Regions from separate parts of the Sus scrofa genome. Here regions 2, 3, 4 and 5 are each linked to region 1. The links are chromatin contacts, called in public Hi-C and HiChIP or PLAC-seq maps. All regions are on one chromosome and are shown on one strand. Each heading gives the region's core, a stretch centred on a gene start, on an enhancer-like site or on the middle of the called end of the contact. The rest is flanking DNA. Distances are from core to core; before and after follow the strand shown. Region 1 holds the start of UBLCP1 (ubiquitin-like domain-containing CTD phosphatase 1). Region 2 holds the start of THG1L (probable tRNA(His) guanylyltransferase). Region 3 holds the start of CLINT1 (clathrin interactor 1). Region 4 holds the start of SLU7 (pre-mRNA-splicing factor SLU7). Region 5 holds the start of C1QTNF2 (C1q and TNF related 2).

Region 1 (2,687 bases), core at 131-2,630:
CCATTATTTTCTGAGAAATACTACTGTTCAACACTTGGTTAGATGATTTGTAATTATTAAATTATTTACTTTAGTAATACCAGACTTATCAGACCATTTGTACAAAGCTATTCCATGATTAAAAAGAACCTCCTTATGGATCCTGTTGCTTAGAATTAGTAAAGCCTTAAAAATGTTTTAGCTCACTGTAATATTAAGAAAAACAAGCTTCTCAGTTGTCACGGCAGCAGCACGGGTTTCTGTTGTGGCAAGGTTGGATTTGCCGCCTAGGAACTTCTACAAGCGGCAGGCTTGGGCCCGTCCCCTGGGGGTGGGGAGAGGAAACAAGCTTCTTTAACCACCACTGCAAAAATATGAAGTGGTCAAGAAGCTGCTTGGCATTGGAACAAATAAAAAAAGATTGGATTGAAAGATTATAATTCATTCTGGAGTCCAGTTCCTCGCCTTTTGACCATCTCTTTGGCTGGATTGCTAATGTATGACTTTTGTACAAACTCTTTTAACGTGGGGTTTTCCCTTCCCTATTTTTTGGAGGAAAGAGGTAATGCTTTTTGCTGAAAATGTTTCATTTTTAAAAATGAGCACACTCATACTAGTGAAGTAAAAATTACCACAAAAGTAAAGGAAAACGCAAAGTAGTTTACATGTCTTAACTAAAAAACTGCTAAGACATAAAACCTGGCTCTTTGCTTACTTTCCACGGCAGCCAAAGGGAATCATGGATCAGTTACAATCGCTGCCAAGAAAGAAATATACAAGTAATTTAAGGACTGGTGCATACTTGGTGCCAATATTATTTTTACCTTCCTCAAACCCAAGTTTTGTTTGGCGCCACAACAATCTGGTGGGCAATTTTTTTTTCCTAACATAAAGTGATGCACATTGAGAGTTCGCTATAAATACCAGCTAAGGGCTGCTCCAAAAATCCACTGAAGTCTGGAATTCTTTTGTCAAGGTTTGTAATTAACATTCTGAGGGAAGATTGAAGGGGCGGGTGGATACAGTACTACAGTAACCTCGACGGCAGCTCTCAAAATCAGATTTGCTTTCTTGTCTTCCAAGACTTGGGCTTGCCCCTTCCCTTTCTTGAGGAATCTGTTTCCCTTTACATTGGGAAAAATGGGTAGAATTACTGGTGTTGGTGGCCCCGGGGGCCAGGAAGAGTTCTCAAGTTTACAGTCCTCAAACGTCACCTTTCAGACCTCATTCGGAACATAACAAAGCCACAGGAGTCCTAGGCTTGAGTCCCGCGAAGATCTCAAGAATAACCGGGGAAGCCGGCGAAGCGACTCCGTCCCAGCTCCGACTTCGGCGAAACAATACCAGAGACGTCATAGCCCAGCCCTCCAACCTCCGCCCGCCTCAGAGCCCGCGAGTGGGACGCATGCGCAGAACAGGTGAGGGCCGCCACCGCCGTGGGATCGCAGGCATCTGCACAGCGGCCACACTCTCGTAAAGGCCTGGTCCCCTAGTCTCGGCGACGACGTCTCTATGAAGCAGGGGCTATGCAGCATCACTACCCAAAGAGAAACAAGGGAAACAGCACTCCCGTCCCCCGCGCGCTTCCGTTTAAAAGCCTAACTTCCGGTTCGTTAACCGGTTCCGGTCCTCGCCTCTCACTTCCGGTCGTCTGGGGTTCCGCTGCGGTCGGATCCTGCGTCCGCTGTTGCCGGGGATCCTGCGTCCGCTGTTCCAGGTGAGGGGAAGAGGAGTGTAGCGGCGCGCTGGCCGCGGAGACACCGTTGGGCTAGGGGACCGCAGCTTTGCTGTCCCCTTGACGTCTCCTCTGCTTCCGCCCGGCGTGCAGGCTGGAGCTGCTTGTGGGTGCCCCGTCCGCGTCTGCCCTGGTTCGCGGCCCAGGCCTCCAACCTCCGCCGGCTCAGCACTAGGGCTGCCGCCCTCGCATCCGGCCTCCTCGACTGTGTGGAGGACTCAGTGGGTTTTGCGTCCCCAAACCTCATTTCTCCCTCGTTTCTCTTCTGGGGTTTGCCCATCTCTTCTCCTACCTGTGGAACGCATCCTGGCCCTCTTCGGCTGGGGGCATCTCTACTCCCCCGCTCCCTTTTTTGGGCCGCCCGGCGACATATCCGAGCCACCGACATGACCTAAGCCTCAGCTACCGCAACTCGGGATCCCCAACCCACTGGGTCGGACCGGGAATAGAACCTGCGCCCCAGCGCTACCAAGGCGCTAATCCTGTTGTGTCACAGCGGGAACTCCTCTACCTCCTTTTTATGCTGTCCCACCAGTTACTTCCCGAAGCTCTTGCCTCTCCACTCCCTCGCAGTTGCTGCTGCTGTGCTGTCTCGAGTTGGGAGTTGACAGTACTTTAATAGTTACCTTTTAAGTAGGCAAGTTGAAAAGTTAACTCCCTTATCTCAATTCCTAAGGTGTTAACTTTTGCTGCTGTTATTTTCAAGTTAACAACCTTTGCTACTTTTTAGTTGTATGGTCTCTGGCAAGTTGTTTTTCTCCTTTTTCGGTTTTCTGATCTGCGTAACGAAGACACTAGTTGTCAGTTTAGATTGTGAAGATTAAATGAGATGATTCAATTAATTTGTTGAGCATGTTACTTTTCTATCATCACCGCCATTCATATTGCTTTTTACAGTCTACATAGTGCTGTCACGGCTGTTACCTCATGCCCTAACAGTATTCTTGTCAAGTAAAAATTCCTGCCTTGACTA
Region 2 (2,687 bases), core at 61-2,560, 1.4 Mb before region 1:
TCTTTGTTGACCTAAACAGCTCTCTGAAGACCCTTGGGGCATTAGCTCCTGCTTGGATAAAGGTGATCCTTTTATAGGCAGTGGCATAAGCTGTGCAGGGATACTGCAAAGATCATCTTGCCCCTCAATTCTGGGCCTCATTCCCTAGTAACATGCTCCAGTAAGAGGGGACTTGTCACTTTCATTTAGCTGGGAGCCACACATGAGCCCATGGTTGGCTAGGTCTACTCTCCTGAGAAAGAATTTCATAGGAAAGATATATTTCAACTGAATTTGGACTTTATTTCTCTTATCTCCCCTTGCCTGGAACAGTGGTGTAATCAATCTATAATTTGGAGTATGTTATTTCTTTGTAGGTTATTAAGAGGCATGTCCTGTTTGCTATTGGCTTGTAGAAATATAATTCCCACAGTAAACTTGTAGTAAATAAAATACTGGCAAAGACAGTCTCAGTCTCTAAGCATAATTTGCCCTGAAACAAAATACATCTCTATCTCTATATTTCTTTCTGGATGAATGTATAAGATGAGAAACTAGTGACAGTAATTGCTTAATTAGGAGTCAGTGAGAGATTTACTTTTCAACATATATCCTTTTACATTATTTGAATGATATTTTCCTGAGGCAAAAAAAAAAAAAAAAATGTAAGTAGGTAATGTTTTCAAAAAGTACAAATGTTAAAGTCTTATTGTCACTAGTATTTACCAGCAACAAGAAATCAAACATCGGGTCTTTGTGAAAAAGTTGAATGAGTTAATTTGGGACTACCTATGTCGGAATTGAGACGTTTTGTTTTGGTTTTTTTTTTTTTTTTTTTTTTTTTAAGCCATACTTTGGAATATTTAATGACGTTGGAAAATGCTCAAGGTGAATAGAATAAATATAAAAATTGTGTAGGCTTCTGATTCCAATTTTGTATGTTCCCTGTGTGAAAACACATATACAAAAAAAGGACTGGAAGGACCCATCCACAATGCTTTAACAGGGAGAGGGGACACATGGTGTTGATTTTCGTAACTGTGTTTTTTGATATATTCCACATTTTCTACAACAAATTAATAAATGACATTTAGAAAGAAAAAAATCACAACTAAACCTTCAGACTTGGCTAGAAATGAATTTTTTAACACTTTATGAGAATGATTTGTTGCAGGACCGGGAAGAGATAGGTGAGCAACCACGCGCGTAGTACTAAAGGGAAGAAAAGAATCCTCCTTCCCAGCCAGGAAATCGGTTAAGAACTACAAGGAGAGGCGAGAGGAGGGCTGGCCTCCACTGTAGCTAGAGCGGCCACGAAAAGTCACAGGAACTTCCGGGGCGGGGCTCTCGGATCCTTTCCCTTCCGTGGGGAAATGTGGGCAGCTAGCAACGTTAAGGTTGGCGATTGCTTGGCTGCCGCTTCCGTCACTCTGAGACGGTACTTGAAATTGGGGGCGATCATGGCAAAGAGCAAGTTCGAGTATGTGCGAGATTTCGAGGCTGACGACACATGCCTGGCCCACTGCTGGGTGGTGGTGCGGCTGGACGGCAGGAATTTCCATCGGTAAGCGAGTTCGGCTCGGAGCTGCATGGTTCGCCAGCGCTTCCGGGGAGTCCAACACCTCTGTCTCAGCCCCAGCTCATGGTTACCAGAGTAACGCAGCAGCCAATGAGCGCATGGCATTGAGCATCAACCTACGTGCCTGTTGCAATTTGCTTGAACGTGAGGGGATCGTTGTAGTTAAATGAGACAGGGTACTCCACTTGTGAGGAGCTGGGCTGGCGTAACCGTTAGCACGGCCCTAGTGGGAAGAGGCACCCTCGGGTGCATTATTTCAGCTCTTCAGCCTTTGCCGAGCTATCTTGTTGGCTAGGTATCTGCGGCCTGACTCTTCAGCGGCCTGTTGAGGCTTTGCTGTGGGCAACACTGTATGTTCTTATTTCATTAAAAGTCATGGACTGGCCTCAAAATGGAACTTTCTCAGGAAAAAAGAAGTGTAACAGGTGGGAATGTAAGTCTTAAGAAGTGCTCCTTTAAGATTTATTGAGTACTTCCAAGGACCCAGGCATAGTTATATTAATCTCCGTCTAATCTTAAGGACAAGTCTATGAAGTAACTTTATCCCCATTTCACAGAAAAGGAAAGAGAGGCTTAGTATTTATATCCTTTTTTCTCAGTTGGTCAGAGTAAGAAAAAACTAGAGTTCTTAACGAAATGGATCAGTGTGTGGCTAGTGAAATGTTTGGTTTTACCGCACTAGTACAGTATCTTCCTCTTTGAACGGCCTTTTTGATACGTGGTGTTAATGACAAGCTCTCTTCGACCCATACCCTTTTCCCTGTTCTCTCTACCCTATGAAGGTTTGCAGAGAAGCACCACTTTGCAAAACCTAACGACAGCCGTGCTCTCCACTTAATGACCAAATGTGCCCAGACAGTAATGGAAGAACTAGAGGATATTGTGATTGCATATGGACAGAGTGATGAGTACAGCTTTGTGTTCAAGCGGAAGAGCAATTGGTTTAAAAGAAGAGCCAGGTAATTCTGTGGCCTAGCTCCTTCAGAATATTTCCTCCCAGCACTGGTTTCTGTTTATTATAATCACAGACTTAGAGATGGCAGCTTAGACTGTTGTACTTCACCTATAGCTGGACATCTGTATACCTCTGTATCTGATTCTTTTCTCTCCGTTCCCCATCACCTTAGCT
Region 3 (2,687 bases), core at 118-2,617, 1.3 Mb before region 1:
TATAAAATACTGACTACATTCCCTATGCTGTACATTACATTCCTGGATCTAATTTATTTTATACCTAGTAGTTTATACCTCTTAATGAATTATTTTCTTCTGGTGTCACGAAAGCCTCAAGAATTTGCCATCTACACTTTCTGATTTTAGGTTGGGTGAGCAGCACAAATGAACTGTTTTTGTCACCACACTTATTGCATCATCACTAAAACCCAAAAGGAAGGGGACTGGTTAAATTCCTAAACTTTATTTCCTGCTGGCCTAGAAGATCTTACTTAACCCCTGTTACATCACTGTAATATATTCACTTTAAGTGTTAAGGTTTCCCTAGTGGTAGTAAGACACTAAAGTTATCACTTAAGTTTTAAAGAAAAAAATCAACTATGTATTAGTCATTTTACCTGTCAGGGGAGTTAAAAGTGGATCAACAGGATATAAACCTGGGTTGCTTTCTTCTTGAGGGGAAATGAAGTGTAGGGGAAAAGGATCAGAAAGAAAGAATCACAGTAAGTTATGTGGTGATCTACTCTCACTCGTATTAGACAAGCAAAGGATGAGTCGCCTCTTGAGTAACTTCAGTCTGACCACAACGGCCACTTGTTACACCTACCACCCACTCCAACACACCAGGTTCATTAAGGATTAAAAGAAACCCAGCAAGGTAAAGGACACATCGTGACCAAACCTAAGGTCTCCGCACCACAATGAGGGGCGCAGAGAACCCGTGAACTAGGTCCCCTAACCCCAAGCGTTCGCTGCTGCCCAAGAAGCAAAGCCCAAAGCCCGCAGCCAAGAGAGCTCTCCGGCCAGGGCAGCGACCCAGCTCAAGACAACCCTGCTCACCCCCCTGACTAAAGCGTTTATAGCTGGAAGGGTGAGGGTAGGGACAGGGTGAGGAACGCCTGGGCAGGAGAGAATGCGGCTAAGAGGATGTTTCCAAAGAGGAAGGGTCCCTTCCCAGACTCGCGGACTGGGACGCGGCCCGGGGCCGGGGAGACAACCGGTCGCCGCCATGATGGGGCCAACCAGCCGGGGGGCGTGACGCTGGCGGCCCCGCGCGCAGGGCCGGCTCCTTCCCACCCACCCCCTTCTCCCGCGTGGGCCTGGGCCACAACTGCCCCCCGATACTCACGCTTTGTCCACCAGCTCCCGCACTTTCCACATGTTCAACATCGTGCCCCGAGCGGGCCGGGCCGCTACCCCCTCTCCTGCTCCCCACGGACCCCGGAACACTTCCGCGTCGGGGCTGATCCAGGCCTGGGTCGCTGCCGCCGCCCGCCGCCTCAAACTCCCCCAGTCAGCTCCTTCTCTTGCCACAGCCGCGGCGCCGCCAGTGACACGTCGAGACGCGGGGGCAGAGGCGCTGCGTGGAGCGGAAGTGCCTGCCTTTCCGCCGGCTGCGCGCAGGGCACGCTGGGACTTGTAGTTCTCTCTGCGCGCCAAGCGGGACAGTTAAACAGGGAGAGTTGGAGAGGTAAGGTTAGTGTGCTTCCTCTTAAGCTCTCGGGGTTCTCCGTGCCCCTCCCGAGCCCCCTGAGCCACAGAATCTCAAACTCTGGGGGTGGGGCTCGGCACTCTGTACTTTAACAAATCCTCCATGCTCACGTTTCAGAACCAGGGGTGTAGAATCTTGCCACACTCAAACTTGCTTTTCAAACATAAGGTATTATTATGTTAATAATGATTATAAGGAAGTGTGATTGGCCTATGTATTACTCATTTGCAGAAGCTACTCTGTATTTGGTTCCAAATGTCTAAATATACTTCCTTCTCTGGGCTTTAATTTCCATCCTTGTAAATTGAATAGGTTGTGTTTCAAAACTTTTTCCATCCTTGTAAATTGAATAGGTTGTGTTTCAAAACTTTTTCCACTCTTTGACACAGTGCTTTGATATTTAGGCAACTACCTGCTATCCTTGTTACTTTATTATAAAGCTCGGAAACTCAGTTCACATTCCATGGGAAATTGTAGAAAAACAGCAGCACAATACTTATGACAGGCCCAAGAACTTGTCAGGTGAATATTCTTACCACATTCAGTGTTTTATTGCAATAGTTGTCACTTCATTTTTCTCTTGACTCTTTTTTTTTTTTTTTTTGTCTTTTGTTGTTGTTGTTATTGTTGTTGTTGTTGCTATTTCTTGGGCCACTCCCGCGGCATATGGAGGTTCCCAGGCTAGGGGTTGAATCGGAGCTGTAGCCACCCGCCTACGCCAGAGCCACAGCAACGCAGGATCCGAGCCGCGTCTGCAACCTACACCACAGCTCACGGCAACGCCGGATCGTTAACCCACTGAGCAAGGGCAGGGACTGAACCCGCAACCTCATGGTTCCTATTCGGATTCGTTAACCACTGCGCCACGACGGGAACTCCTCTTGACTCATTTTTGAGTTGGGCAACTTTGAAGTTCCTGTGGTCCAACTAATTAAACTTTACAGTTCTTTTCATTGTACATTTTTTTCTTTTTACGGCCAAAACTGTGGCATGTGAAAGTTCCCAGGCTAAGGGTCCCCTCGTAGCTGCAGCTGCTGGCCTGCGCCACAGGCACATTATCAGCGGGTCTGAGTCTCATCTGCGACCTAAGCTGCAGCTTGTGGCAACACTGGATTCTTAACCCACTGAGAGAGGCCAGGGGTCTAACCCACATCCTTGTGGGCATTGTGTTGGGTTCTTAACCTGCTGAGCC
Region 4 (2,687 bases), core at 134-2,633, 1.1 Mb after region 1:
TGCAAGTTCATTCATTTCTGTACAGTCATTTAATGTTGGATTCCACAAGGCTCAATCCTAGGGCCTTCTTCATCACTCTTAACTCCAGCAGAGGACAAGCTTATCTATTTCCAAGGCTTCAACAGCCAAAATACACAACTGTTGGCTCTCCAATTTATTTCTCTACTCCAGACCTTTTATTTGAGCTTCAGATAAGTACATTACAATTACTTGCTTCAAAGTATCTCCACTTATATACCACAGAGAAAACTAAACTCAACAAACAGTTTTGTTTTGTTTTTTCCTCTCCTCAGTCTGCAACCAGAACGCCTCATGGCGACGCCAGATCCTTAACCCACTGATAGAGGCCAGGGATCAAACCCGAATCCTCATGGATACTAGTCGGATTCGTTTCGCTGCGCCACAAGAGGAACTCCCTGAACTCAACAAATCTTAATCTTCTCTCTGAAATCTAATCTCCTCCACTGTTCCCTCTCTTGATGAAAGACAGACACCATCATCCATCACTTAACAACGTTCTAGCTAGTACCCATATCTCTGTCAGCACTAAGTATTATTTTCACCTTCTGAATATCACTCAAATTCATCTACTTCTGCTCTCAACAACGTTATTACTCTTTCCTTTGAGTCTCTTCTGATTCCCTACAATTAATTCTCCACACTGCAGTGCTATTTTTTAAAACAGATTTAACCATATCATGTCCCACTACCCAAGCTTAAAACCCTCCAATGCAGGACTGTCCGAGAGAAATATAACACCAGCACTATATGTCATGCCACTGAAGATACAGTCCTGGTCTAACTGGGCACAAGTACCACGTATGAGGCCTAGCACGGCGGCATCCTTTTCGGTCCCCTGTTCCCATTTTCTCCTCAACCTGGCGTTCGTCAACGCCGTAAAGATATCTGTATTAGCCTCTAGCTCACTTCCCTGAGTTCTTCACCTTCACCCTCCTCCCCTTCCCCAGATTCTCACAATAATCCCTCACCTGGTCACGAAGTCGCGCAGTTGCTGACCCCAAAACAGCCGGACACGAAGGAAGCGGAGCGTCAATGTTTACTTCCTGACTTTCCTTCCTCTCCCGGCACCCACTGCGGCGCCTTCCGGACGACTAACACATGCGCACCAAAGACTCTGGGTCTCGGACACCCAAACGACGCTGGTCTCGCGAGATCTCGATCCGTACCTACCTCTCTACAGGGGGTCTCTAGTTTTGGGTTAGAATTGAGCAGCTCATTTTTGTTTGTTTGTTTGTTTTTTGTTGTTGTTGTTGTTGCTATTTCTTGGGCCGCTCCCGCGGCATATGGAGGTTCCCAGGCTAGGGGTCGAATCGGAGCTGTAGCCACCAGCCTACGCCAGAGCCACAGCAACGCGGGATCCGAGCCGCGTCTGCAACCTACACCACAGCTCACGGCAACGCCGGATCGTTAACCCACTGAGCAAGGGCAGGGACCGAACCCGCAACCTCATGGTTCCTAGTCGGATTCGTTAACCACTGCGCCATGACGGGAACTCCTGAGCAGCTCATTTTACATCCTGTGCTTTTTCAACTCTTTTTCTTTTTGAGTCGCAGAATTTTACGACGTAAAACAAAACATGCAAACAAAAGTTTTAGTGCCGAGAACAGACAACAGCTTATGCTTCACGAAATGAAATCAAAGTGCAACGAAATGAATGCGGAAGTGCTTGAAGTTAAAAAAGCAGTGAAAGTTTTCCTGCTGAGGCTCAGAGACACCGGCGGCGTTTCTGCCGGAGCGCTGCGAAGCGGGTTCCTTCCCCAGCCCGTGCGGTGGGTTAAGGATCCTGCCTGCAGCATAGGTCGCAGCTGTGGCTCGGTTCTCATCCCTGGCGAGGGAACTCCATATGTCGTTGGGCAGCCAAAAATGAAAGAAAGAAAGAGTTAAAATTAGTATTAATTAGTAGCTAGTGTAACACGCTGGGGACGTGGTAAACACAGTCTTTCCCTCTTCGAATTTACATCATACAGAGTGAGAAAGACACTAAGTTTTTCCGGTGATTTGTAGAAAGCTGCTATCAAAGGAATACCAGGTCCTCTGAGGATATATGGATCTAATCCGTAATTGCAACACTTTGCCCCAAAGTGATCTTGTGTTTTACTCTTAGGAAAAAAGCTCTTTAGAACGATTTCCGTTGTGTGAAAACAAAACAATGATATATATGGCATCTGAACTTTCCTTTAAAGTGTAATGTGAAATAAAGTGCTGGAAAATAAGCAGTAATTTTGGAGTAGAACTTTCTCTGAGTTTTTTTTTTTTTTTTTTTTGCTTTTTTAGGGCCACACCCGTGGCTTTATGGAGATTCCCAAGCTAGGGTCGAATCAGATCTGTAGCTGTGGGCCTACAGAATCCCAGTTGTGTCTTTGACCTACACTACAGCTCAGGGCAATGCCGGATCCTTAACCCACTGAACAAGACCAGGGATTGAACCTGCATCCTCATGGATGCTAGTCAGATTAGTTAACCGTTGAGCCACTACGGGAACTCCAATGTTCTGGTCAACATTTTGTTTTTTGAAATAACACGTATATATTCCTTCCAAATGTCAAAGTGAAAATAGCTAACATCCTTGTCTCAATAAAAGATCTCATTATCATATAATCTATTTTTTTCTTATTAATTTTCAGTGTCCAGGGCATAAGAATGTAATTATTAATTTTGATTGTGCA
Region 5 (2,687 bases), core at 101-2,600, 1.0 Mb after region 1:
ACTTGACCAGCGCAGCTTAGTTCTGGATATCTAGCCCTTTAGAGAGGACTCAAAGAAAGCCTCAGTGGGTGAGCTACAGAGGGTGTTAAAATGGAAATTTTCAGCGGGGCACGAGGTCACACGAGAGGTTGCACGCTAAACCACTAAGTTGAGGGGTCAGGCCAAAAAACGAAGAAGTGACAAAACAACCATTTGAGAGCCCATTCTATGACTCTGGGCACCCTTGGATTTTAAAATGTGACCAGCGTCCCTGGGAGGGGAAAGGGCATGGACATGCATCGTGAAAAAGGGGAAGAGGAAGAGAGAGCGCTCTGCTGTCCAGGAAGGGGGCTGACGGCCTTCCTGTCCTCCCTGGTCGATGGAAGGTACTGGACATTCTGCAGCCCCAGCCAGCCTGGGCCAGAAAGATCAGAACAGAAAGAGGGCAGCCCAGCAGCGATAACCATGCAGGGTGGATACCAGAAAACCAGACAACCAGAAGCTGAGGGTGAGGCCTGGACTTGCCTGTGAAAGGAAAGTGTGCAAAAGGCCAGGGATAGAGCAGCTTCACGACTGTTCCGGTTGGAGGACTCAACCTGGGAAAGCCTGAGGAGCCCACAGAAGGCACCCCACAGAAGAGACGTCATCAGTGTCCACCCTGTCCCAGCAGTGAAACAAGTAAGGACCCTCCTGTCATCTGTCCCTTTACCTCTCCGTCCTTCAACCTGGAGAGAGGTGGCCTGGGAGAGGGAGCAGATGGTCCTGCCAGCCTCACACCTGTGCAGGGGAGAGGAGAAGTCTCACCTTTGACTAAAGATGGATTCCTTGGGAGTGAATTACCAGGGGGCAGGGGTGGGGTAGAGCTCCCTCACTGCTAAATTATAAAGGGGCAGAGGGAGACAAAAATAAAGTTGCAGTTTGCTGTCCCCTAGTGCAATGTGTGCTCAGGCAAGCCTGGCAAATGTGGGGGAAGTTTACATGCAGGATGTAACTTTTGGAACACGGTGTCCTAGACACACTGTAGGCCCCAGGAATCTTCATCTCCTTACCTGGTCTGCTTGATGAGAGCCTTGCAAAACTGGTCTTAGTGTTACTTGTGAGCTGGGACACAAGTAGGGCCCCAGGAGAGAAACTGAATTCTCAAAGCAGGTTTGAAATAGTTAGGAAAGTGCCAACCTGAAAATATTTTCCGAGAGGGAGGGAGGGAAGGAGGGAAGGAAGAAGTAGGGCAAGTCTCCCAGGCAGATGAGAGTCTGCAAGTCAGGCAGGGGAGAGAGACAGCTGGAGGAGAGAAAGCCAGGAGGGAGGGGAAGAGCTCCTCTTTTTTCTCACCTCCACTCCCACACTCCAGGGAGGAGGGTCTTCTCTCCAGCCCACGTCCTTCCCCTCCAGCCTCTTTGGACCACAGGGGATCCCGCTCAGTGGTGCCGGCCCACTCAGGGGCTCAGGGGCTGGGTGGAGGCCTAGGGCTCTGGAACAAGCCGAGAGGAAGGGATTTCTCAGGGCTGGAGCCTGGAGGTTCCTGCAGCCTGAGCCAGGAACTGTTTTGGAAATAAAGGCGGGGCGATTAGATTCTTGTTCCAAACCCAGAGGGATGGAGAGGGCAATCTCCTTGCCTCCAGGACACCTCAAAACAAACAAACAAACAAAAAACAACAGGAGTTCTCATTGTAGCCCAGAGGAAATGAATCCGACTAGTATCCACAAGGATGCCACAAGGATGCGAGTTTGACCCTTGACCTTGCTTAATGGGTTAAGGATCCTGCATTGCTGTGAGCTGTGGTGTAGGTCACAGATCCCATGTCGCTGTGGTTGTGGTGTGGGCCATCAGCTGTAGCTCTTATTCGACCCCTAGCCTGGGAATTTCCACATGCCATGGGGTATGGTGCCCTAAACCAAATAAACAACCTCCCCAAACCCCAAAAACCCCCAAAACACCAGGCTCCAAATAACCCCACTCCCAGCCTCCCCTGCTCTGGGCCCCTCAGCCTATTCTCCACACCACGGAGGTAAAAAAACCTGGAGTCAAGAAGTGCTAGGAGAGGGTCCAAGGCCCCAAGGCATCCAGACAGGTTCATTCTTGCAAGATTTTAAAAATAAATTTAGAATGACAAACTTGAGGAGAGCCCCAGGGGGCCATCCAATCCAACCCCTTTGGATATAGACAGGGAAACTGAGGCAGAGGCAAACTGTCTTAAGTGGACATCTATAAAGTTCCAGGAAACATGCAAAGCTCTTTACTGGAATTATTTTATTTGAAGTTTACAATAAACCCTATGAAGACAGTAACCTTCTTGTGTTCAGAAGAAATAGAGGCTCTGAGAAGTGAAATGATTTTCTCAAAGTCATACAATTCGAATACTGGGAGAACATTTGAACCTGCATCTGAAGGGCTCTGAAGACTATTCATAATATATAATGTAATACATCTAGCTCCCTTCCCTGGTATCTACCCCCTGCACCGCCCCTGCCACCGCGTGCACTGCTTTATAGAAGAGGAAACTGAAGCTTGGAGAGGCTAATTTGCTCATATTTACACAACTAGTTCATGCAGAAGTTATATTTGAACTTAGGTTTGGCTGACCCTAATGCCCAAATGCTTTCCATTATGTCAGCGTTTCTCAGATTTTCTTCCTAAATATTCCAAATTATAGGAGAGATCTTGAAGCATATACCAAAGCCACACACAGCAATAGAGAAATTTCTTT

The links. A called contact is a pair of places that touch in the nucleus more often than the background predicts. HiChIP or PLAC-seq counts read pairs in DNA pulled down with a chosen protein or histone mark.
Region 2: a contact with region 1 is called in a Hi-C map of liver, with 5 times the contacts expected there. The contact joins the promoter of THG1L here to the promoter of UBLCP1 in region 1. A contact is called at or near these places in 2 of 47 Hi-C or Micro-C datasets (heart right ventricle and liver) and 1 of 2 datasets of contacts at active chromatin or transcription factors (alveolar macrophages).
Region 3: an H3K27ac HiChIP or PLAC-seq map of alveolar macrophages shows a contact between it and region 1. The contact joins the promoter of CLINT1 here to the promoter of UBLCP1 in region 1. A contact is called at or near these places in 1 of 47 Hi-C or Micro-C datasets (heart right ventricle) and 1 of 2 datasets of contacts at active chromatin or transcription factors (alveolar macrophages).
Region 4: a contact with region 1 is called in a Hi-C map of liver, with 4 times the contacts expected there. The contact joins the promoter of SLU7 here to the promoter of UBLCP1 in region 1. A contact is called at or near these places in 1 of 5 promoter capture datasets (fetal liver) and 1 of 47 Hi-C or Micro-C datasets (liver).
Region 5: a contact with region 1 is called in an H3K27ac HiChIP or PLAC-seq map of alveolar macrophages. The contact joins the promoter of C1QTNF2 here to the promoter of UBLCP1 in region 1. A contact is called at or near these places in 1 of 5 promoter capture datasets (fetal skeletal muscle) and 1 of 2 datasets of contacts at active chromatin or transcription factors (alveolar macrophages).

What each region holds. Positions count from the first base shown.
Region 1 is chr16:64,204,377-64,207,063 of Sscrofa11.1, reverse strand. It overlaps UBLCP1 (ubiquitin-like domain-containing CTD phosphatase 1), which reads left to right and starts at 1,380. Exons shown (of 11, transcript XM_003134100.4): 1 at 1,380-1,696.
Region 2 is chr16:65,609,242-65,611,928 of Sscrofa11.1, reverse strand. It overlaps THG1L (probable tRNA(His) guanylyltransferase), which reads left to right and starts at 1,310. Exons shown (of 6, transcript XM_003134104.4): 1 at 1,310-1,543; 2 at 2,341-2,517. The coding sequence starts at 1,353.
Region 3 is chr16:65,496,163-65,498,849 of Sscrofa11.1, reverse strand. CLINT1 (clathrin interactor 1) reads right to left here and starts at 1,367. Exons shown (of 12, transcript XM_021076894.1): 1 at 1,133-1,367. The coding sequence starts at 1,173. It overlaps LOC110257284 (a long non-coding RNA gene), which reads left to right and starts at 1,381. Exons shown (of 5, transcript XR_002339697.1): 1 at 1,381-1,474.
Region 4 is chr16:63,117,122-63,119,808 of Sscrofa11.1, reverse strand. SLU7 (pre-mRNA-splicing factor SLU7) reads right to left here and starts at 1,383. Exons shown (of 16, transcript XM_003134093.4): 1 at 990-1,383.
Region 5 is chr16:63,179,245-63,181,931 of Sscrofa11.1, reverse strand. C1QTNF2 (C1q and TNF related 2) reads right to left here and starts at 1,350. Exons shown (of 3, transcript NM_001142829.1): 1 at 1,312-1,350. LOC102168193 (a long non-coding RNA gene) reads left to right here. Exons shown (of 4, transcript XR_001301904.2): 1 at 1-657.